Linked DNA regions of Sus scrofa: region 1 is linked to region 2. The links are chromatin contacts, called in public HiChIP or PLAC-seq maps. All regions are on one chromosome and are shown on one strand. Each heading gives the region's core, a stretch centred on a gene start, on an enhancer-like site or on the middle of the called end of the contact. The rest is flanking DNA. Distances are from core to core; before and after follow the strand shown.

Evidence for each region. HiChIP or PLAC-seq counts read pairs in DNA pulled down with a chosen protein or histone mark.
Region 1: a contact with region 2 is called in an H3K27ac HiChIP or PLAC-seq map of skeletal muscle. The contact joins the enhancer-like site here to the promoter of CYS1 in region 2. A contact is called at or near these places in 1 of 5 promoter capture datasets (fetal liver), 7 of 47 Hi-C or Micro-C datasets (blood, embryonic fibroblasts, epiblast stem cells and 3 more) and 2 of 2 datasets of contacts at active chromatin or transcription factors (alveolar macrophages and skeletal muscle).

Annotation. Positions count from the first base shown.
Region 1 is chr3:126,450,209-126,453,890 of Sscrofa11.1, forward strand. No RefSeq gene overlaps it. Among named protein-coding and RNA genes, the nearest start is that of KLF11, 22 kb to the left of the region's middle. Within about 2 kb of position 2,008, at least 9 of the 83 cell types and tissues checked have an H3K27ac peak or open chromatin away from gene starts, as enhancers often do. A contact at or near this core is called in skeletal muscle, where this site is marked.
Region 2 is chr3:126,396,333-126,399,924 of Sscrofa11.1, forward strand. CYS1 (cystin-1) reads left to right here and starts at 1,970. Exons shown (of 3, transcript XM_021087851.1): 1 at 1,970-2,314. The coding sequence starts at 2,003.

The DNA of each region.
Region 1 (3,682 bases), core at 758-3,257, 54 kb after region 2:
TCTGCCCCCCCCAGACCAGCCAGGCCGTGTCTCCGCTGCTTTTCTGTCCTTCCAGCTCAGTGCCTGGCAGAGGCCTTTTTCCGGCAGCCCTTGCTGCAAGCCCCCACCCCCCTGGCTCCCCCAGCCCAGGTTCAAGTCCTCCCAGACCCCCTCTGAGTGGTCCTCTGCCCCCTGCAGCTAGGAGGGCTGGGCGCCCGTCCACACCCCATGAGCAAGCGCAGGGTTGGCCTCAGCTTGCGTTTCCCCATCAGTGCTCCCCCCTCTTCCCCCTAATCCTCTGCCTCCCAGGGCGCTGGTGGGGATGGTGGCTCTAGGCCCATTGCCACAGGGAGAACCGGACAGGGCCGCACGCAGAAGTAGCCCGAGCCTTTCCCAAGCTCTGCATTCCCAAAGCCCAAGCCCGCCCTCAAGGGACAAGGAGGGATGCAGGGCACGGAGTGTTCCTGGAGCTAAGGATTTTCTACAGCGCCATCTGCAGCCACAACCCTGGGGCTGCAGGTCCCATCTGATCCCGTGGGGATGGCCCTCTGGTGTCAAGCTCACCTGCTTACCCAGAGCAAGGAGAGGCGCCCCTGCCTCGGCCAGGGGCCGGGACTAGGGTTCTGTGCTACTGAGGGGTCACAGTTATATAAGTGTTCTGAGAACCCCTCGTGTGTCAGGCAGAGTTCCACCAGAGAAACGACCAGAAGGCATATGTGCGTGTATATATTTAGCCATACATAGCTATGTATACGTATTAGTATTTTATTTTATTTTATTTGCTTTTTAGGGCTGCACCCGTGGCATATGGAGGTTCCCAGGCTAGGGGTCCAATCGGAGCTACAGCTGCCAGCCTACACCACAGCCACAGTAACGTGGGATCCAAGCCTCGTCTGCGACCTGCACCACAGCTCATGGCAGTGCCAGATCCTAAACCCACTGAGCGAGGCCGGGGATCGAACCCACAACCTCATGGTTCCTAGTCAGATTTGTTTCTGCTGAGCCACGACGGGAACGCCTTCTATTATTTTATTTTGATTAATTTTTTTTTTTGGTCTTTTTAGGGCTGCACCCGTGGCATATGGAGGTTCCCAGGCTAGAGGTCGAATCAGAGCTGTAGCTGCTGACTACACCACAGCTCATGGCAATGCCGGATCCTTAACCCACCGAGAGAGGCCATGGATACTAGTTAGATTCGCTTCCACCGAGCCACAATGGGAACTGTGTGTATATGTGTGTATATATACATAAAAATTGCAGAAGCCAATTGCTTGTGATAAATCTATGTATATATGAGATTTCTACAGCATATAGTATATAATATATATTATTCGGCATAATGTTATATGATTTTTATGTATATTTGGAGAGAGAAAGAACGAGAGCTATTTATTACAAGGAATGACTTGCACGATTGTGGGGCTGGTCGGGTGAGGCGGGAATCCGTAGGGTGGGCGGCTGGCACCACAGTCAAGGGTGGGATGCCTTCTTCTTCAGGGACACCTCAGCTTTGCCACTAAGGCCTCCCACTGGTTGGATGGGACCCAACCACGTCATCGAGGGTGACCTGCCCTTAAAGTCGCCTGACTGTAGATGTTAACTGCGTGGACAAAACCCCTTTACAGCTGCCCCTAGGTTAGTGTTGAGTAACTGGAGAGGAGAGCCTGGCCAAGCCGACACGTCAAACCAACCATCACACCCAGGTGCCAAGAGCCGGGGAGGTCCTGGTGGCCAGGGGCCAGCAGCAGTCAGCCTCGGTGACAATGGCTTTCAGGGCCGAGCAGCCTCCCCTAGACCGTTGCTGGTTCTGCCCTCGCTGCTCTGACCTGGCTACTGTGTGTGTGTGTGTGTTGGGGGTGGGTGGCAGGGGGTGTTGGGGCTGCACAGCAGCTCCCCGGACCCCAGGGCTTCACACAGACGCGTGCCTTCACTCCTGTACCGTCCGGCCTGGGGGGAAGCTCCTGATCGGGGCTGAGCTAACAGCCTGTGCTCAGAGCCCGTGTCTGACCAGCCCTGTGCCGTGGCTCCGGGCAGCGCCTCGGTCTCATGAACACAGCCCGGCTGCCGCCTGCCCAGGCCTGCACCTGCCCACGCAGGAGAGGAGCCCAGTTCTCTTGCCCAGGGCCCCGCTTCCTCGCTGCAGGTGCCGTGCGTGACCCAAGTTCTTTCCCCGCCTGCTGCCCTGAAAGTGAGGCTGGGCGGGAGCTCTGGGTGCCCATGAAAAGACGCCCCTGGGCACACGTGTCTCCTGCCTGGAGCTCGCTCAGCTCCCCTCTCTGTGGGCCTCACGTGCTTGAAGGAGGAGAGCCGGCTGTGCCGGTGCCACCTCCCGGCCCGACTGCCCATCCTTTCAAGGCCGTTTACGGGGTCATGCTGTGGCCTGGCATCAGACATGGTGGGAATACATACACCACAGAAATCGGACAAACACTGCAGGTCAGCCCCCCACCCTCGAGCAGAGAGCTGTTTGTAGAGCAGCACCCACGGGAGAGACGCAGAGGGAAGGCTGGGGTGCCAGGGCGGGGAGATGTTTATCAGTTATTGAGTATCCTCCCCCGCCCCAAATACCGTAGTGGCTTAAATGACAGTGATTTATTATTTCTCACGATCCTTCAGGCTGAGGTGGTCCTGGCTGCAGTCACGCTGGCAGCGGCACTCAGGCCCCCGTCGCCAGCGGACAGCCTGACAGCGTGGTGGCCGGGTTCCCAGAGGGCAGGAAAGCAGAGGCTGCCGGGGCTCCTGAGGTCGAGGCTTGGGACTGGCACGGCGTCGCTTCCGGCACCTGCTGTCAGCCAAGCGAGCCGCTGGCCTGTCCAGATGCGGTTTGGGAGGAAACCCAGAAGATCACGAGGACGGGGAGGTGGGGTTCCCGGGGTGTCGGCCACTGGAGATGAGAAGAGCAGGTGTCAGCCGTGATGGGGGATTAGGGCTCCCAGACAGCCCACCTTGCGGCGCCGCGTCCTGATGACATGGTGCCGTGAGCACAAGGGGATTTGTGCCCGTCCCCCTGCTGGGTGCCCACTGTGGCCCTGGGAGGCTGGCAGGACGGGCTTCTGTCTACAGATGAAGAAGCTTCGGATCTGAAGCTTCAGATCCTTGCTCAGAGGCTGCCGCTTCTGCCTGCTGGCCGGGGGGGTGGGGGGGGTAGGTGGAGGAAGAGATTTCCAATCCGGGTGCCCCTTAGAGGGACACTGGGTCTCTGAAGGGAGTGACAGCCAGCTTAGGGAATGAAGAGAAATGGATGGAAAGAAGAGAAAACTCATGGAAGCCAGAGAGCCAGTGCTGCTCCCCGGCCTCCCGTCCTGGACCGCTTGCTCGGAGGGCCTCGGGCTGCGTCTCTGTCCCCGCCTCCTTGCACTCACAGCACAGAGAGTGGAGGGGAGTGTGCTCCCCGGCTGTGTGCGTCCTGCTGGGGGCCCCACGCCCCAATGTCAGACTCGGTCATCCACACCATGGGACCACAAGCCCCAGGAGCAGGCTGGTGGCCTTTGAAAGTCACCTGCCCCGCCTGGATCTCGGTTTCCCGAACCTTCAAATGAGAAATTTTTTTTAAAAAAAGTTAATATTTTTTATTTTTTTCATTACAGTTGGTTTATAGTGTTCTGTCAACTTTCTACCGTACAGCAAAGTGACCTGTCACACGCACACACACATACATACATTCTTTTTCTCACATTATCCTCCATCATGTTCCATCACAAGT
Region 2 (3,592 bases), core at 720-3,219:
TGAGTCACATGACTAGACTGTACTGAGGCAGAAGTAAAGCATGTTTTCCTTGAAATGATTCAACTTGGTTGAACTTAGTTCAGGAAAAATGTCTTTTCCCTATGAATGCTTTTTTCCCAAGCTTAAAGAGTTTCAAGATGAGATTTATTTTCTTAAAGAGAAATCTTCTATCAAGAGCTTCTAAACGAGACACATCTGTGGACTTGGAACACTCAAATGACACCAAATCATGCATTTGGCCCATCTCCTGTTTCTGGATGGTTAAGACACCACATCAGGAAAAAAAAAAAAAAGAAAGAAAGAAAGAAAGAAAGAAATAAAAAGAAAAAAAAAGACAAAAAGTGAAGAGGAATTGTAAACACTTCCTTGGTCTCTTGATAATAAAACGAATGGATATGAATCCCACATTTATTCCATTTTCTTGGGCATAAAGTTTTCAAAGCCTCCTCCTGAAGTGATAAATCAGTAAAACTTCAAACTTACCGTAGGGAAAAGCTTGTCAACATTTAACAATTATTCTGCAATCCTATCTGGATTCAGATTAAGGTCAAGATGTGATTAAACCCCATTTGAGCTGTGGCTTTGGAAAGGTGAGGTTTGTTTTTTGTTTTGATTTGTTTTTTGTCTTTTTTCCATTTCTTGGGCCGTTCCGGCGGCATATGGAGGTTCCCAGGCTAGGGGTCTAATTGGAGCTGCGCCAGAGCCGCAGCAACTCGGGATGCAAGCCGCATCTGCAACCTACACCTCAGCTCACAGCAATGCTGGATCCTTACCCCACTCACTGGGCGAGGCCAGGGATCGCACCCGCAACCTCATTGTTCCTATTCGGATTCCTTAGCCACTGAGCCACAATGGGAACTCCTGGAAAGGTGAGTTTTTTTTTTTTTTTTTTTAAGGAGGTGACCCAGGGAGAAAAAGAAATTAAGTCTTAAATAAAATGCAAGCACAACCAACAATAATATCACTGGTCTTGAATTAGAAGCTTTATCCTGCTTCTTGTTCTTATCTTCGGGCTGCTTCACTTAAATATAATGTGTTTATCTTTCTTTTTTACTATCCAATGACCAAAGGCTAGAAAGAATTATGATCAGTACCTAGTGGCTTTTTTTGGGCGGGGGTGGGGACCGCTTTTCCTGCCATCTTTTAAATTTTCTTCTTTCCCAAAAGTGGTTATGTCTTAGATGGGTGTTTTTTAATGAGGCTTGGCATTCAGGTGCCAGATCGCCTTTGGGGGCAGGAGAAGAGGAACAGGAAGCCCAGGGCCCCGCGCTGCCTGCTGCCGGCTCCCGCGTGCAAAGGCTGGAGGGGGCGGTCTGGTCGGAAGAATCGCCCCCTTCCTCCTTCCTTCCGTCCGGCCCCTGCCTGCGTGGGGGGGAGAAGGGCAGAAATGGAAGGGGGCGAGGCCGAGCACCTTCTGTATCTTACCCCATCCTCAGAGGTGTTTTTAGCGCCCAGCCCCTTTCCCCAGCCTAACATCTGGGAACGAGGAGGCCAAGCCCCACGGCCCTCTAGGCTCCAGGAGGGCCAGGCCGTGGAGTCCCCTCCATCCGCATCCCCATCCCAAGCAGGTCCATCTGTGCGCCGTGGCCTTGGGAGAGCCTTCCAGAAATGAACAAAAAGGGCCCGTGGGAGCCCAGGTGTGTTCAGTGCTCCCAGGCGGTAGCGGGGACCCGGAGGGGGCCCGGGCCAGCGGGGAGGCGGGAGGGTTCGCCGCGCCCCGGGCCCTCGCCCCCGGGTCTCAGCCCCCTCCTCCAGGCCGGGGTCATCCCGGGCTCTCCGGCCGGGTCCCCCGCCCCCCGCGCGCCCCGCACCCGAGGCTCGCCCCGCCCCCCGGCCCGGTTCGCAGCCCCGCCCCCGCCCGCACCCCAGACCCGGACTCTCGCTCCCTCCTCCGCCCGCCGCGGGCCGGGCCCGCAGCCCCGGCCCCGCCGCCCCCGCCTCCGGCGTCCCCGCCCCCGGGCCGCGCTCGGCCGGCGCCACGGGCCTGCTCGGCGGGCGCGCCATGGGCAGCGGCAGCAGCCGGGGCGGCCGCGCCCTGAAGCGGCTGCGCGGCGCCGACAGCCGGCCGGCGGGGCCCGGCGGGGCAGCCCCGGAGGGCGGGACGGGGCCGCCGGCCTCGGCGACCGCGGCGGCCCGGGAGGAGGCCCCGGAGGCGGCCGAGGGGGCGGCTGGCTCCGCGGCGCCCCCCGACGGCAGGGACGAAACCCTGCGCCTGCTGGACCAGCTGCTGGCCGAGTCGGCGGCCTGGGCGCCCGGGGAGCTGGCCCCGCGCGGCCCGGCGCGGCCCCGACCCGCCGCCGGCGCCGGGAGCCCGGTGAGTGTCGGAGCCCGCGGAGCCTTGGGGGCCGCTGCTCCGCTTCCTGCCCCGGAGCCCCCTCCCCGCCGGCGCCCTGTCCCCCAGCCCCCTTCCGCCCGCCGCCGCCAGCCCCTGCCAGGCGCCATCGGCCTGCGCGGTGCCCTGTCCCAGGGTCGCCCACCGTCTCCCTGCCCCCGGAATCCCGGCGAGGTCTCTTGCCGCCTCTCCCTCCCCAGCATCCCCTCTGACTGTCTCCCTCTCTGCCTCCTCTGGGTGCTGATCAGACGGCCACCAACTTGGGGAGCGACAGGGCTGGGAGCCGCCTTGGAGGTCGGGGGACAGACCTCCTTCGGCAGAAATGCATCTCGTGGCCAGAGCGCGAGTATTTTTCCTTTGGAACTGTGGCTCCTTCCAGCCTAGGTGGGAGCTGGCGGGCGGGGGGCAGAGAGGGGACACTGCTTTTCCCTAGGTACCTTCCCCTGGGCCAGTCTCCCGGGCACGCTCGGAAGAGGGTGCCAGGAGGTGGGACCGGTAGCCAAACAGTGGTTACAAAGGCCCGGCGCGTCAGACACCTCGGCGTCTTTGCCTTGCAGTCAGGCAGTTCACATACGACCGGCTATTTTTAAGATGCTGTGCAGTCTCTCTTTGGCTTCTCTCCTCACTCTTCCAGGACGCTTGTAATAACATCCCTGCTGTTCTAGAAAAACAATAAAAATGAGCACTCTCGTTTGGCAGCAGTCTTCGCTCCTGCAGAGCTGAACGAACAAGATCCTTAATATCAGCTCCTGGGCTTGCGAGGATGTCCAAGCCAGCCCCCCCGCCCCTCCCTGGAGCCCCTCAGGCTTTGCTTAACAACTGCTGGGAGCCTGGGGGGGTGTCTGCTGGGGCAGCCACCAAGCAGTAGAATCCTGGGAGCTCCTCCTGCGAGGTGGGGGGAGGGCTGGGGGGAGGAAAAGGACCTGGCCCCCCTGACCCAGGCACAGGGCTTCTCCTGCCCTTCCCTGATGCCCCTCCCGAAGTGAGCTGCTGCAAGTGGGGCCCAATTATATAACAGGATTCCTTTAAGGTTACATCAGCGCCCAGTTACATAACCCTCAGAATGGGTAAACGGTTGAGAGATTTGGGGGAAAGCCTGAGATGGCACGGACGCAGTCTTTTAGTGTTCATTCTTCAAGTGCTTTGGAAACTTCAGAAGGGAAATGAGAAGAAAACAGCATGGACTCCCCGCCCTCTCCTCACCCCTTCCATCGCCAAGTAGCCTAGTGACTCCTAGGAGGCAGGGGGTTAAGGAGTCCA